2 separate regions of the Hordeum vulgare genome follow, and region 2 is linked to region 1. Evidence: chromatin contacts called from public Hi-C data. All regions are on one chromosome and are shown on one strand. The core of a region is the stretch at or near the end of the contact, and the rest is flanking DNA. Distances in the headings are between cores, read along the strand shown. Region 1 holds the start of LOC123447891 (mitogen-activated protein kinase kinase kinase 3-like). Region 2 has its middle 140 kb from the start of LOC123447893.

The links. A called contact is a pair of places that touch in the nucleus more often than the background predicts.
Region 2: a contact with region 1 is called in a Hi-C map of leaf, with 1.9 times the contacts expected there. The contact joins the enhancer-like site here to the promoter of LOC123447891 in region 1. A contact is called at or near these places in 2 of 6 Hi-C or Micro-C datasets (leaf and seedling).

What each region holds. Positions count from the first base shown.
Region 1 is chr4H:65,090,547-65,097,530 of MorexV3_pseudomolecules_assembly, forward strand. LOC123447891 (mitogen-activated protein kinase kinase kinase 3-like) reads right to left here and starts at 3,415. Exons shown (of 11, transcript XM_045124607.1): 1 at 2,880-3,415; 2 at 1,403-1,876; 3 at 1,213-1,300; 4 at 1,060-1,122; 5 at 701-861; 6 at 528-603; 7 at 382-441; 8 at 201-308; 9 at 1-117. The coding sequence starts at 3,202.
Region 2 is chr4H:65,467,762-65,474,902 of MorexV3_pseudomolecules_assembly, forward strand. No RefSeq gene overlaps it. Among protein-coding and RNA genes, the nearest start is that of LOC123447893, 140 kb to the right of the region's middle. Within about 2 kb of position 3,865, at least 1 of the 3 cell types and tissues checked has open chromatin away from gene starts, as enhancers often do. A contact at or near this core is called in leaf, where this site is marked.

The sequences.
Region 1 (6,984 bases), core at 2,165-4,664:
GCGTGCAGCAGGATCGCGCTGCAAGCAGAGTTTCAAAAAGCTTTTCGCTTCAGAAGAAAGATGATCTGGGATATCAGGTATGTCTTTGCTGTTTCCAATTTTGAATATTGCAGCCACCTGTGAAATTGATTACAAAATCTTAGCATACAATCAGAAGAAGAACAACCACCATAGCTATTTAAAATTGTCATTACACTCACCCCTTCGTACTGACTCCATGGAGGCCTTGCAGTTGCCATCTCAAGAATGGTGCAGCCAAGGCTCCAAATGTCCACTGAAAGGCTATATCCATTTGTATTCATGATAACCTGGGGAAAAAATAATATCAGTTGGTGTTCAACTAACAAGGAAAAATACACGAGAAAATTACAGTAGCCTTACCTCTGGAGCCATCCAGTAGGGGCTTCCTTTGAAAGATTTGATGGATGTGTATGCTGATATCTGTATAAATAAAATGCACATTTAACAAACTGATGTATGTATAAATAAAATAAATGTCAGATCATTGACACAGTATTAGTACTTACATGCTTGGCCATACCGAAATCTGCAAGTTTGATGTCACCATTAGGATCTACAAGTATATTTGCTCCTTTGATATCCCTGTGAGAAAGGTAAGTTTTCATCAGTAAGAAAGATGTAATGTTTTTCAAAAACAAATAGCCATCCTATTCTATTTACTTTGATGACTGCTTAATACCTGTGCACTGTATTCCGCCCATGCAAGTATGCAAGGCCAGAAAGGATCTGCGCAGTGTAACTCCGGAGGACTGCCTCCCCAAATGGACCATATTCTTGAAGCAACTTATGTATAGAGCCCCCAGAAACAAACTCAAGATAGACTGAGAGTGTTTCACTAGACTGCATTGCAATATGAAACTTATTCAGGCAAAGTGGTAAATAAATATATATATTCTAATGTATCTACCAAGTTAACATTGTAGCACCACTTAACTTTCAGATAAAATATTATAGCGGCTGTGATTGCTTGGGTAATTTATAATAATGTTACATGTTCAAGAATAAAGCATGGAAGATCGTCATATGTTTTGTATTTACCAGTTCACTGCCATAGTACTGCACAATGTTTGGATGGGAAAGCTGATTCAGGAGCAGCATTTCCTGTCAATAAGGAGCAGTGTCAGTATCAATGAAGTAACTCCGTTACATGAGAATGATGCTGACTAATCCAATATGCTCCAAAGATGATACCTGATTTAGCTGCCTCAGACACTCTTTTGAGTTCGAATCATCAGCAATAACCTTAACCTCTTTAATTGCACACATTTGGCCACCTTCGCTGCATTACATTTAGAGTGCAGGTAAGTATACTGCTACAAAGCAAAGGTTCAGTTTCTGAAGAATAGGGGAAAATAGAGGCTCTTAGCATCAAACAGCGCACCTGTTGAATCCGAGGTATACTTGCCCAAATGTTCCACTGCCTAATAACTTCCCCTTCTTCCACTGTGAATGGAGGGAACGAGATGTGCACGGGGAGCCTGGTGGAAGAGGAAGTGGGTGCGGTGAACTTGAGCTCCGGGAATCGTCTTGCCACCCAGTAGGGGATCCTGGGCATTGCCCAAATGCTCTTGAATGCACAGGTGAGGTTGGACAGTGTTTTCCTCTTGAACTAGGGGGAGAGCTTGGCATCCGTGTAGCAAACACAATTTCTGTCGATTTTCGGCCATGACAGTACGTCGTTCGATCACTTGGAAGATCCAAAATATTGGCCTGAAATTCTTTCCTTGGAGAAACTGAGGGTTCAAACGATCTGTTATTCTCCAAAGCCAGATTGCTTATGACGAAGCGTCCTTCGTCTAGCACAAGACTTTGTCTCCGAGAATCAATGGCCGGCGTTTTGTTTGCATCCGATATCCTATTGAATCAAGCATGAAAATCAAGTCAGTTGAAACGCACATCCTTGAACCAATCACTTGACATCACTAGATTTTTTAAAGCATTCTAGAGCTATCATATCTTAACACCATAATTGGGGGTGAAGGAATGTCGTTTAGTAATATTTCTTTATTTGAAAGAAGAAAAGGTCAACAAGCATTGTCTCATATGCTTGTAGCACACGGCGATAAGTTGGGCCACAGAGTTCGAGATTAATTTGCACAATAACAAATTCTAGATGAGATTGGCAAATCGGCTGATGGAACTGCCTTGAAAAATCAATACAAACAACAGTTATAACAGCAACGAAAATTTACCGTAAAAACATCACTAATCTAGTGCCAAACGGAGATCCAAACGATAAGGATCAGTGTTGCAACCAAGAAAACAACACTGAATTTTATAAAATTCATCTTTGTTAACAGCAAAACCAAACCCATCGATCAAGGCCCAGACAATAGCCTGAATTTTATAAACAGCTAGTATGAATCAGGGATCGAAGGAGATCCTTCTTTTTTTCAGGCTAACAGGGCAGCAGAATCTTGTTCCAACTGGATTCATCCGCCAACTGACCAAAGAATTAATCAGTGCACAGGAACATAACTTTCGGGAGGAAAACCAGAGAAACATCAAAGTTGCAGCTCCGAGCAAAGCAGCAAAAAGAAAAGAAAAAACTAATCTCGAAACCAAACAGATGACAAGAACAGCTCAACTCTACCTCCAATTGCCGACTGACGGCATATATATTCAACAAAAAGAATAAGAATAATAATTCAGCAGAACAGCAGCAACTAGTACCACACGCCTAGCGCCGCCAGAACACGCCAAACTTTACACCGAATTCAGCACGAGCGCAGGAGCAAAAGCTCGAACTTTTAGCCTGTGTGTGAAGCAACCAACCAACCACCCAAGCCCAGCAGATTAACCACCGGGCCAACTACTAGTACTCTGCCGATCAGTATGCATGGCGGGCTGCCCCTCACCTGTAGATTCCGAGATCCAGCGGCTCGTCGGAGGCGGCGGAGGACCCGAGCGACGAGCTGCCCCCGCTGGACGCGGACGCGGAGGCGGACGCGGGGGCGGAGGCCGACGGCATGGACGCCGGCCGCGGCAGCGGGTGCCCGACCGCCGGCGCCGGCTGCTTCCCGCGGCCTTCCCTGGAGATAAGCGCCTCGTCGAAGCTGCTCGCCTTCTTGTTCTTCCTGTCCTTCTCCCCGTCCTTTCCGGCCGGAATTGCGCCGGCGTCCCCCGCCGGCGCCGCCGCCTTGCTCTTGCTCCTGCCCTTGCCCTTCCACCACGCCGGCATCCTGCCTCCCGCACGGCGCCGCAGGCCACGCAGCGCTCGTTTGGCCGGGAAAGCTAGTCCCCAGAGAGAGAGATGCGGGAGAGAGGGGGGAGGGGGCTGAAATGGCTATCGTCGTGGAGGAAGCCGGAGGTGGGAGACAGAGAGGCGTACACGCGGGAGAGGAGGAGCGAGAGGGGGCGGGGACTCTTGTAACGACCGGGGTCCCCTTGGCGGGCCCCACCCGCGCAGCCCCCGTTGTCTCGAGCTCTCTCCCCCACTGTGGGTGCGCGTAGCGATATCTGTCTCCCGCCTGGAAGCTGCACACGTAGGCGGGTGGCGATGGGGTCACGATCTTCTGAGGCCGGTAGGCGGGGCCCGCCAGTTGTTGGGGGCGGCTGGCCTGTGGGAGTGGGACCGTGTGGCGTCGCTGCATGCGGGGCCCGCGAACACGGTGGTGGCGTGGACGTGGCGTGACGTGTCCGGTGGGGTCGACGGGGACGCGCTGCTAGAAGCACGCAGAGCGGAGGGAGTGGTTGCCCGGCTGCGGGAAGACTTCTCGTTTCCTTTCATCACTTGTTTACTGGCTGCCGGCAGAGTTATTAGTGAGCAGTGATGCTATTGAGTCCAAAAGACGAGCACTAGTGATGTATTAGTGCCATAGTTTCAAATAGCGGAGATAATATTGCTTAAATTAAATGTCGCTATTTTTTGTTAATGATCTAAAAATATACTGTAGACAACAATCTACTCCTTCGTTCCTAAATATAGTTTTATAGATATTTTAATACTGACTACGTACTGATATATATATACATATTTTACAACGCAGATTCATTCATTTTACTCCGTATGTGGTTTATATTGAAATCTCTATATAGACTAATAGTATGATATTTTAAAAATGAATGAAGTAGTGTTTTTACAAATCCGCTACATGGACATAGCACCCATGATATTGCCCGCAATCCGCATTCATTCATTGGCTTTTCACTGATTTAGCAGAGAAGAGATTACAAAGGATGATCAGACGATCGATTATAGAAAATAATTTGAACATGGGGAATGATTTGTGATAGTCATCTTCCTGAATTGTCTTGCGAGGCGATCTCTCACGTCGCTTCCCTGAATGGGGTCTCTACGCATTTAGCTCTGGCTAGGCGGCATTGCTCCATGTCTCTACCGGCAACGCTTTGTGATCTTGATAGAAAACACAATTTCGTCGTGAAATAAATGGGACCGTTAAGTTTGGTGGTCCCTAATTTCATGGATTGGGAGATAAGGGTTCGACTACAATCAGCTCTTTAAATTCGAGATTAGAAAACACACTTCACTCGGAGGAAAACAAATAATCAAACTTTACATTTTTTGTCGCATGCTTCAATCAGTGGAAGCCATCTCCAAAAGTTTTACGAGATGGTTTTTTTCGTGCTTCCACACCATTGCAAATGTTTACTTTGCGTCGAAGTTGGAGTTACCAAAGTTTGGGGGAGTCGAGTACTTCTAACTTACACAACGGTATTGGTACATAATTCTTGTAAGAATTCGAGTTTGTTGTGCGTTTTGCATCTTTTCCCGATTGTATCCGGGATACCTTATGTGACTTTATTGCTTAATCAATAAAATACCAACTTTGAAATAGATATTACCCTTTTGTAGACTAATATAAAAGCGTCTAGATCACTATTTTAATGATCTAAATACTTCTTATATTAGTTTACGAAGGAAGCAATACGCAATCTCGAAAAAATGGAACGTTTAGATCACTATTTTAATGATCTAAACATTCTTATATTAATTTACGGAGAAAACAATACACAATCTTAAAAAAAGAAGGAAATATATCGATACACAATCCTAGAAGAAGAAAAAGGTATTAATACGATGTATAAAAACCTGTTTATTATCATTTTGGAGGAAAAAACTGGTTATTAGGTGTACAAGATGAGTAGTACCACGCAGAAGCATTCCACCTATGAGCACGCCAGATTAGCGAACAGCACATAGTAGTCGCGTCTCCCCTCATGAACGTACGATATTTTTATGTTGGCACGGAATGCGAGGTTCACGCACGTCCGCCGCGCGCGCACAAGCGGGAGTGCAGCGGCCGCCGCCGCGGCTTCGTGGCTGGTTCACCTTGCCCTTTCGCCCGGGCGCCGGCCGAGGTCGCACGTCACCTCCGGCCGGTTGAGTGAGTGAGCAGGGAGCGAGCGAGCGAGCGAGCGTGAGTGGAGGGATGGCGCGCGCCCACCACCGTCGCCAGTCGCCACTCGCCACGCACCCGTCGCCACCGCACCACTTGCGCCGATCTCTCGCTGTCTCGCGTCGATGGATGGCTTTTAACTCGATCGGCGTCACATGGGAAATATGCACGCAGCCGTCGCCGTCCGCCTAATTCGGCCCCGGCGCGCGCGTGGGGAAGCTTCTGGCGCTGCCCGAAAGATCGCAAGGGAGCTCTTTTCCTTTTTGATTTTAGTTGGACTAGTTGGATGCCCGTGCGTTGTTACGGGGTAACAAACTGAGACATAAAGAACAAACTTTGACATTGAGATATTGATGAAAACATCTTTTAGTTCGTTGACATATAGAGATATTAAACAAAACATCATGTAATTTGCAATGTGTACGCCACACACGTTCATGAGTGTGTTACGATAAATATCAGCTTACATACCTAAAAATTAAACAAAATCAAGGCGATCCATGATCAAATTTGAGGCTAACATATTTATCTTCATGATTCATTCTAAAACATGGGTATCATTAGTAATGTACATGACCACATAACTAATATTTCCACTTCTGAAGATAAACAATTGTGCAACTCCACTATGAATGCTCACACTCACGATAGCCTCAAACCCATAATCCTACCGTGTTAAAAAACTGAACATGACCCAAAAGATAAATAAACTTGAACAAATTCGCGAGCCACCACGAAAGGAGTCAGGGTTGTGCTCTTCGCTGCGCTATGAAAGAATGGCAATATTTTTGCCTCAACCAGAACTAAAATGCAACACCAGACCAGAATTTATGATGGAATACAAATTATGTTACTTCCATCCTAAACGGCTGCCAACTAACATGATCAACATTGCAGCTTACAGCTTGTGGGAAAAACTGAAATACAACAAGTTGGGCTCAATTATAGAAACTTGCAAACTAATTTAATCATTTGCATTTTTTCGATTGACATAGGAAATTACTTTATTGAACACCAAAAATAGGTGCCGCGAAAAATGATAGAATGGCAAGGTAGCTACAAAGTTCTTCATCTCCATCTATCCCCTCATTTGTGACATGGCTCTGCAACACATTTGCTTAACCATCGACCATCGGCTCAGCCTCTAGGCCCTCTACCATCAGACAAGGGTTGGAATAAACCTGAACCACAATAAATATATTTTGTGGTCACGAGTAGGTCGAATTTTCCACGGTCTGCATGAGTCCTCCTACCTTTGAAATATATTAAAAGAACTGAGCCTACAATAGTATGATGCTCCAGCCACCTTCTTCCTTGCCTAAGAAAATCAAGGTAAATGTGCATGACAAAAACAATATAAATATCCTACTATGTCTAACAAGATTACTAAAACCGGAATAATGGCATCATACAAATTGATAAAAATAGTACAAAAATGCTGACACCTGGAAACAAGCCTCTGATCTGATTCCAAAATTATCCAAAATAGTACATGACTGATAGACTGATAAGCAACTTGTGAATGTGTATAACTGGACACAATTGAATAGCACAAAACTTGAATTCTTGCTCTATGGCTGTCATGCCATGGCATTTCCAATCA
Region 2 (7,141 bases), core at 2,615-5,114, 380 kb after region 1:
GTGTCTTGGGTGGCAGCCATGGTTATGTATACGCATTGTTCAAGAAATCGGTAACTGGTAGCTGCTCGGTCGGCTTGGGAGTAGCGATTAATCGGTGAATCGGCCTATTAAGTGGATTACCCGGTCGACCATTAATCGGTAGATTAAACAGAAAGTTGCCAACTTATATCTAATTTTTTTTATGTATCATAGCATAATTCCATGCACCTAGCTATGTAATATACCAAAATATTCTATTGTAGGCATATAAAAAATAGATAAGAGGTAAAATTAATAATCGTTATACATCTAAATATATAAAATCTCAAATTTTAAATTGAGCAATTAAACATTTAAACTTATCCATATACTTGCTAACATACATCACATAATATACTACAAATAACAGCCAAAACCAACAGTTCCATCCATCCATCTACAAAATTGTAATTCATAATCTACTAATATATGAATGCTAGATTCTCAAGTAAGGTATGGGGGGGGGGGAAGATGGTAGTACCTTGCCTGCTGGTGACGCCATTTAGGAAGAGATTGGGGAGCATCCCATGGGAGAGGATGGGGATTGTCCAAGGGGGGTGGGGTCGAGGCAAGCGACCAGAATGGCGGAGCAACTAGATCTTCCAGGTGTAGTGTGGAGACTGGCACTGGTGAGAACACGACTAGCCACCAGCCAGGTTAGGAGGGGATGAAAGGAGCATGAGGAAGCGCGAGGAGGGCCAAACCCTAGGTAATAGTAGAAAGAGGGGGTGGGAGGCATTATGTGCCAAAATTTTGGGATTCGTTTGTCCACCAGTTAATAAACCACTAGTGATTAATCGGTCTGACAACTAATTAATCGGTATGACAACTCATTAGTCGGTCTAACTGGCCCATTAATCGGCATGACAAGTTAACACGACGAATAGGTGTTATTCGATTCGGTCACCCTAAGAGTAGCGATTAACTGGCAAGTTAACTGGTTAATCGGACGAATTCTTGAACAGTGTGTATACGTACCATGGTTGCTCATTCAACTCCAACCAACAATGCATGTTGTTGAATTTTTGCTTCTCCAACTTCTTCAATACCGTACACGCCTGAGAAGGAAACAAATAAAGCATTGTCAACAAAACTATGCACACATCCCACTAGTGATTAACATAACTGTGCACACATCCATCTAGTGATCAACAAAAATATGCACACGTCGACTAGTGATCAACAAAACTATGTAAATATGGCTAGTGACCAACAAAACTATGCACATCCGTCGGCATTTTCAACAAAACTGTGCAAACATCCGGCTAGTGATCAACAACACTAAGCACATGCGGTTAGTCATCAACAAAATATGCACATCTGGACACATTGTGAACAAAACCACATCGAGTTATTGATCAATGAAACTACGCACATCCGGCTAGTCATCAACAAAACTATGCACATCCAACAACATTGTCAACAAAACTATGCACACATCCGGCTAGTGATCAACTAAACTATGCACGTTCGACTACCAATCAATAAAACTATGCACACATCCGGCTATTAATCAGCAAGACTATGCACACATACCTCTAGTGCTCAACAATACTATGGATATCCATCCAATGAACTTACTTTGTCGGTGATTTGCGCACCACTAGACCACCGTTCGATGAGATGCACTAAGTGGTCGTTGTATTTCGAGATGGCTTCTTAGATGGTGTACCATCGATGGTTGGGGGACTTTGGTTCACGTTTGCGGATGAGCGCATCGGAGTTGGGTACGAAATGCTTGTGTTCATGGAACCATGTGTGAATGTTGGCCCAAAAAGTTGAGGCATTTTGCTCCGTGCCATGGATCGGACCGAGGCTAGTGAACTCTTCTTATTCGGATCACCGCTAAAATCATCCGGATCATTGTCCTCGCGGTCCTCCTCGTTCTCCTCCACCTCTTGTTGTTGTGTGCCCATGCGAGTGTGGGTGTAGGACTGTTGCATGCCAGTCTAGGTGTAGCCCTGTTACGTGGGGGTGTAGTTTCCAAATTGGGTGGGATTCGAGTCTTCCACCTGCCCGTCCTCATAATCACCTCGACCCTCGCCTCTGTCGTGGATGATGTCAAACATCTCCATGTTTGCGTCGCCGTACGCCTTCTCGCCTGCTTTAGGCATAGTAGCGAACAACGTGCACACACCATGTGCTCCTAACCCCAGTCCGTGCCGGACGAGCCACGACAACGAAGACTCCAAGAAGAGCAGTGGTGTCGTGTTTACGTCGATGATGCCAGGTACTTGCCCAATGGTGGTTGTTGTGGACTTCCTACCGAGCTACTGGGGGCCATGGCGGCATCTCGACGGAGGGCTTTACCATCAAGGCTCAACGACCCGGGCTGCGACCTCCACCACGTGTGTGACCAGCACACCCACCGCCACCGTTGCCATCAAAACACCCGCCGCCGACATTCCCCTTCTTAAGATTCCCCTCCTTTGTGCCCTTCGCTTTGACGCGGTGAATTTGTCGCGTCGTCGAGTTGATCTTCTAGACGAGGGTGATGTGGGGATCATTCTGCACCACCACCAGCACCTCCATCTCCGGAAGGTCCTTATTTGGTTCAATGTGTGTGTGGAGAGAGCGAGGAAGGAAGTGGGAGAAAAGTACGGGGATTGGGTGGAGAGCAGCGGGATGGAAGAAGACAGTGGGGGATTTCGGTGCGGAAACAATGAAGGTGCTACAAAAGCACATGCTCCGCCTTCTTTTTGGCTGGGCTAGTGTAAGAGATGTGTCTCTTTTGCGGACTCCTGTAAAGCCCTCTCCCCCGGGTTTGGTTTCAATTTGCGGGAGAAACGTGTTCCGGACTGCGGGACGAAACGATACAGGACCGTGTTGGATGACTTTCGAGATCTGGACCATGTGGTCCAAACACATGTAGGTGCTTTGGGAGTTGGTGGTGAAGATCTCATTAGGCAAACTTAGTCTCGGACCAAACAACCCCTATATCTTTTGAACGGAAAGTACAATCTGTATTTTGTTTGCATATTCGGTTCCTTGTGACAACGGATTTAAAATGAAACTAGTTTTGAATAAGTTTTAACAAGTTCTTAAATCTTCACGATGTTTCATCCATTAAAATATGTACTTCCTCTGTAAACTACTATAAGCATATTCGGTTCCTTGTGACAACGGATTTAAAATGAAACTACTTTTGAATAAGTTTTAACAAGTTCTTAAATCTTCACGATGTTTCATCCATTAGAACTTGTACTTTCTCTGTAATAAGAGTGTTTAGATCACTATTTTAATGATCTAAACGTTTCTATATTAGTGTACAGAACGAGTAGAAACGAATGGGTGCTAAAACTTAAACTGTGCTGAGAACTGTGGTGGGTCAAATCAGTTTGCGGACCGCCATGCAATGATGCGGTCAGGCGCAGCCGGGCAGATGCATGCATCTGTAAATTCGGCTTATGCTCTCATTGTATTTTTTTTTTCATAGAACCTATTCCTGTCGTTTTAAATAAGTATTTTAATTTTATATTAAATATCATACAAAGTTATATTAAACTTGAGACATTTATTTTAAAAAAGAGAGAGTACTACGTAATGAAGCTAGTCCTTGGAGTATCATATTTCCCTTGGATCCTGTCATGCAATGTGTCTTATCTGGGTTGTTTTGTGTTGCTAGATTCTTCTACAGTTTAATATATACAAGTTATGTTCTATCATTTTTTTATAGCCAAGGTGCACGCCCACTGGGAAAATGTCGATGTCCAACCGAAAAAGGCTATATACAGTTTTCTTATATACTGATATCTTTTGGAGATAAAGGAAAAGTTCTATTGCCTTTGGACCATAGAATCACAATCACACTGATTACACAAATATAAAGAAAGTCCCAATCATCATAAAAAGGAGGCTTAGCGTAGTTTATCCTCCATCTATTTGTTTATGAGTGTATTAGTTTTGGTGTACTTCATTAACAATAAATACCTTTTCTTGGTTAACACGTCTTTGAATCCTGCTATTAAGTACAAACTTACACACAATTCTGAAGTGTTTTGGCTCTCGGGTGCATTTGCACCCGCATGTAAACAATAAAATAGTGCAAAGTAGTAAACAAGATTTAAAAAATCCAATTTTTCTTGTGATGTGAGATGCTCATGTACGTAGAGTCCATGCAACATTTCGCGAAGTTTGGACATTTCAATATCTCTCAGCAAAAAGGATAAATTTGAGACATACGATAATACTTCGAAAACAGCACAGTTTGGAACTTATTTTTTTCTCTCAAGCTTCTTAAATGTCATTTAGCTGTGAAATTTTGCCCGCACCTGCCGCACCAAATCATTCTGCATAAAAAAACTCAGTTTTTTCTATTATTTACTGTTCACCGGATGCAGGAGCCCGGACACCGGATTGAATCTTAGCATAATTTGGTCTCTTTATGTGATGAGAAGCATCATCTTTCTTAGAGTTTATCTGAAGTACAACTTTAACAAAAGATAAAGTAGCCCTAACGCTCTTCCTAGATAATTCGAGGCACTCTCGATCAATCATGTATGTATGAATATGCTGTGGGCAGGAAGGAAAAGGAGAGAAAGTATTATATTATTATGTTTGTAATAAATAAAAAATTTAGCTTCCAACTGGTATTGTTGTGCCATCTGGTGCACGCAAGCCGTTCGGAAAGCTAGTGGTTACTAGCCAGTATTAAGAAATGTCACATCAGGTTAACTTATTGGTGGTAATGTGTGCAACTAATCACAACTACCCTATGATGGAAGCAAGGTTGATGTGGAATGTGATGGATGCTTCTGAACTACGGAATATGATGATTTGCAGCCTCATATATGTCACCTGCAAGATTCAGGCAGGTCTCCTATCGCCCAATCCAGCATCTTTTTTAGGTTAGTCACCAGGACCAGAAACTCTAATATAAATATGTAAATAATGATAACACTAGTGGAAACAACCCACTAAATTCCGTGTTTGCTATTTGTAGGCTACTTGAAAATGCAACTTCCCTTGATTCAAAAGTGCTCATAGGAATGTGGTGTGCGTGCGTATGTTCATAAGGATGAGTATATGTACGTGTATATAAGAGCTTGCATTTGTACTGTGTTAAAAAAAACTTTACATGGTTGATTCGGGAGAGAAGAAGATGGTGAGGCACAGCCCGAGGCAAAGACGGGGAGTTGCGGATGGTTGCGGTGTCTCCGGCCACACCAACCCGAGAGCGACCCAGAGCCAAGGATAACGCGGTCGGCCACAGTGTCGCGGGTGGAGGTCAAATTCACTGTTTTGACCTTTTTAGTAACGTTAAGCTGGATGTGACCCCGGTGGGATTATTTTTTTCGAATCTGACCCTTTTACCTACCGCCACACCCTGCGGAGGCAGGTTTACCCAGGCTACAGCCCGAGCACTCGACGGTAGCTCACTTAACCACGTCAACGTGTAACTGACGATCGTTGTTACGGCCCTACCGCCACATAGGCTGGCTGTAGGACGTGATAACCCACCACCGCAGTGTCTGGCGGTAGGGTCTGAAACATTATAAGGCTGAACCGCCGGTTCGCCCTCCCCATCTCCTCCCCACCCCACCCCGCGGCAGCCTCAAGAACCGAGAGGGGGAACCTCTCTTGTCTCCTCCACTCTCTCCCTCGGATCTCTTCCGTTTCTTCACCATTTTTGCGGATCGAGATGTCTCCGAAACGAGAAAAGTAAGCTCCTCTGATCGTTCCATTTAGTTTTAGTCAAATAGCTTCCGATTCGTCGCATTATTTGATTGAAGCCACTCCTATTTTCAAACTAGATTTAATGTTTTTGTACCACATGATTTTAGGTTGATTCTAGATGTTCTATGGGGTTGGATTTGAACTTGTATTTACTCGTTGGAGAGATTGTATGTATTTTCATGATGAACTACATGATGAATCCTAGTTGCATGATGAACCCTAGTTCATGTAAAAAAATCTTGATATGATGCATGTTGAAGGAATGAATTCATAGGTTTGTTTTGATGTGATTAACCTTTGTGATATGAATCAAGCCTTGGATATAGTGATGTTGGAGAAAATTGTATGTATTTACTTATTTTTTAGAAATTAAAGAAATGATTAAATAATGTTAAAACAATCTTATGGAAAATGAATAAATGAATCATGCTTATGAGAATCATGTTTTCAAATTGAATGAATAAAAATTATTAATAGTGTTTGTTTATTCATGCTTATGCTATTTTAATTATGCTTATTCTTATCTATGCTTAGGTTTATGCAAAAAAAAATAGGAGGGCACCTCTTGCGGACAACATCGGAACTAAGTATACCATGCTTGACTCTACGTTCGACAAGGGTCATCGTGTCCGTTTCATTGAGAATGGAGTGGTAATTACCATTGTTGAACAAAGTTGTTCAAATTGATGAAAATATGTTACTAATTATTTGGGTCTTCATTTTGGCATATGCTTCCGCCAATGCAGATGAGGGGTCACAGGACGACCGTTAAGATGGTGTACAACGAGCACTACGCGCAGTTCTACAAGAGAGCCCCACTGTTGGATTTCGTCATGTAGTTCAAGCGTAAGCCGCCGACGCTTGTCCTCTCGGCTCTCACAGCTTTGATCGACCGATGGTGGCAAGAGACGCACAGTTTCCATCTTCTATGTGGGGAGATGACGGTGACCCTCGAGGATTGGGGGATGATTATAGCCCTACCGATCGATGGTCGTGCTCTCATAGGCCGAGTAGACAGGAGGAACTGGGAGGATAGGGTTATCGCCCTTATCGGCGACCGCTCTCCCACTAAGGCTAACCGTACTTCCAGCGTACTATTTCCCTGGCTTCTGAAGCACCAGAGCAATTGCCCGGATGGTGTCGAAACCCGAGTGGTGGAGCAGTACGCCAGGGCCTACCTATGGTACCTTCTCACAAATGTTGTTTTTCCATACTGCTTTGGGGACACATCCCTATGGATGTATCTTGACTTCCTAGCTGACTAGGGTGCAGGGTACAGCTGGGGGTCCGCCGGCCTCGCCTACCTATGCCATTCGGTAAGAGAATATTTCATTGTTTTAATTTATGTCACATATGCTCCTTTAAGTTATGTCATCTTATCATCAACATGTTTTTTGTAGCTTGATGACGCAACCCAGAGGACGGAATCATCATCCGGTATGTGTGG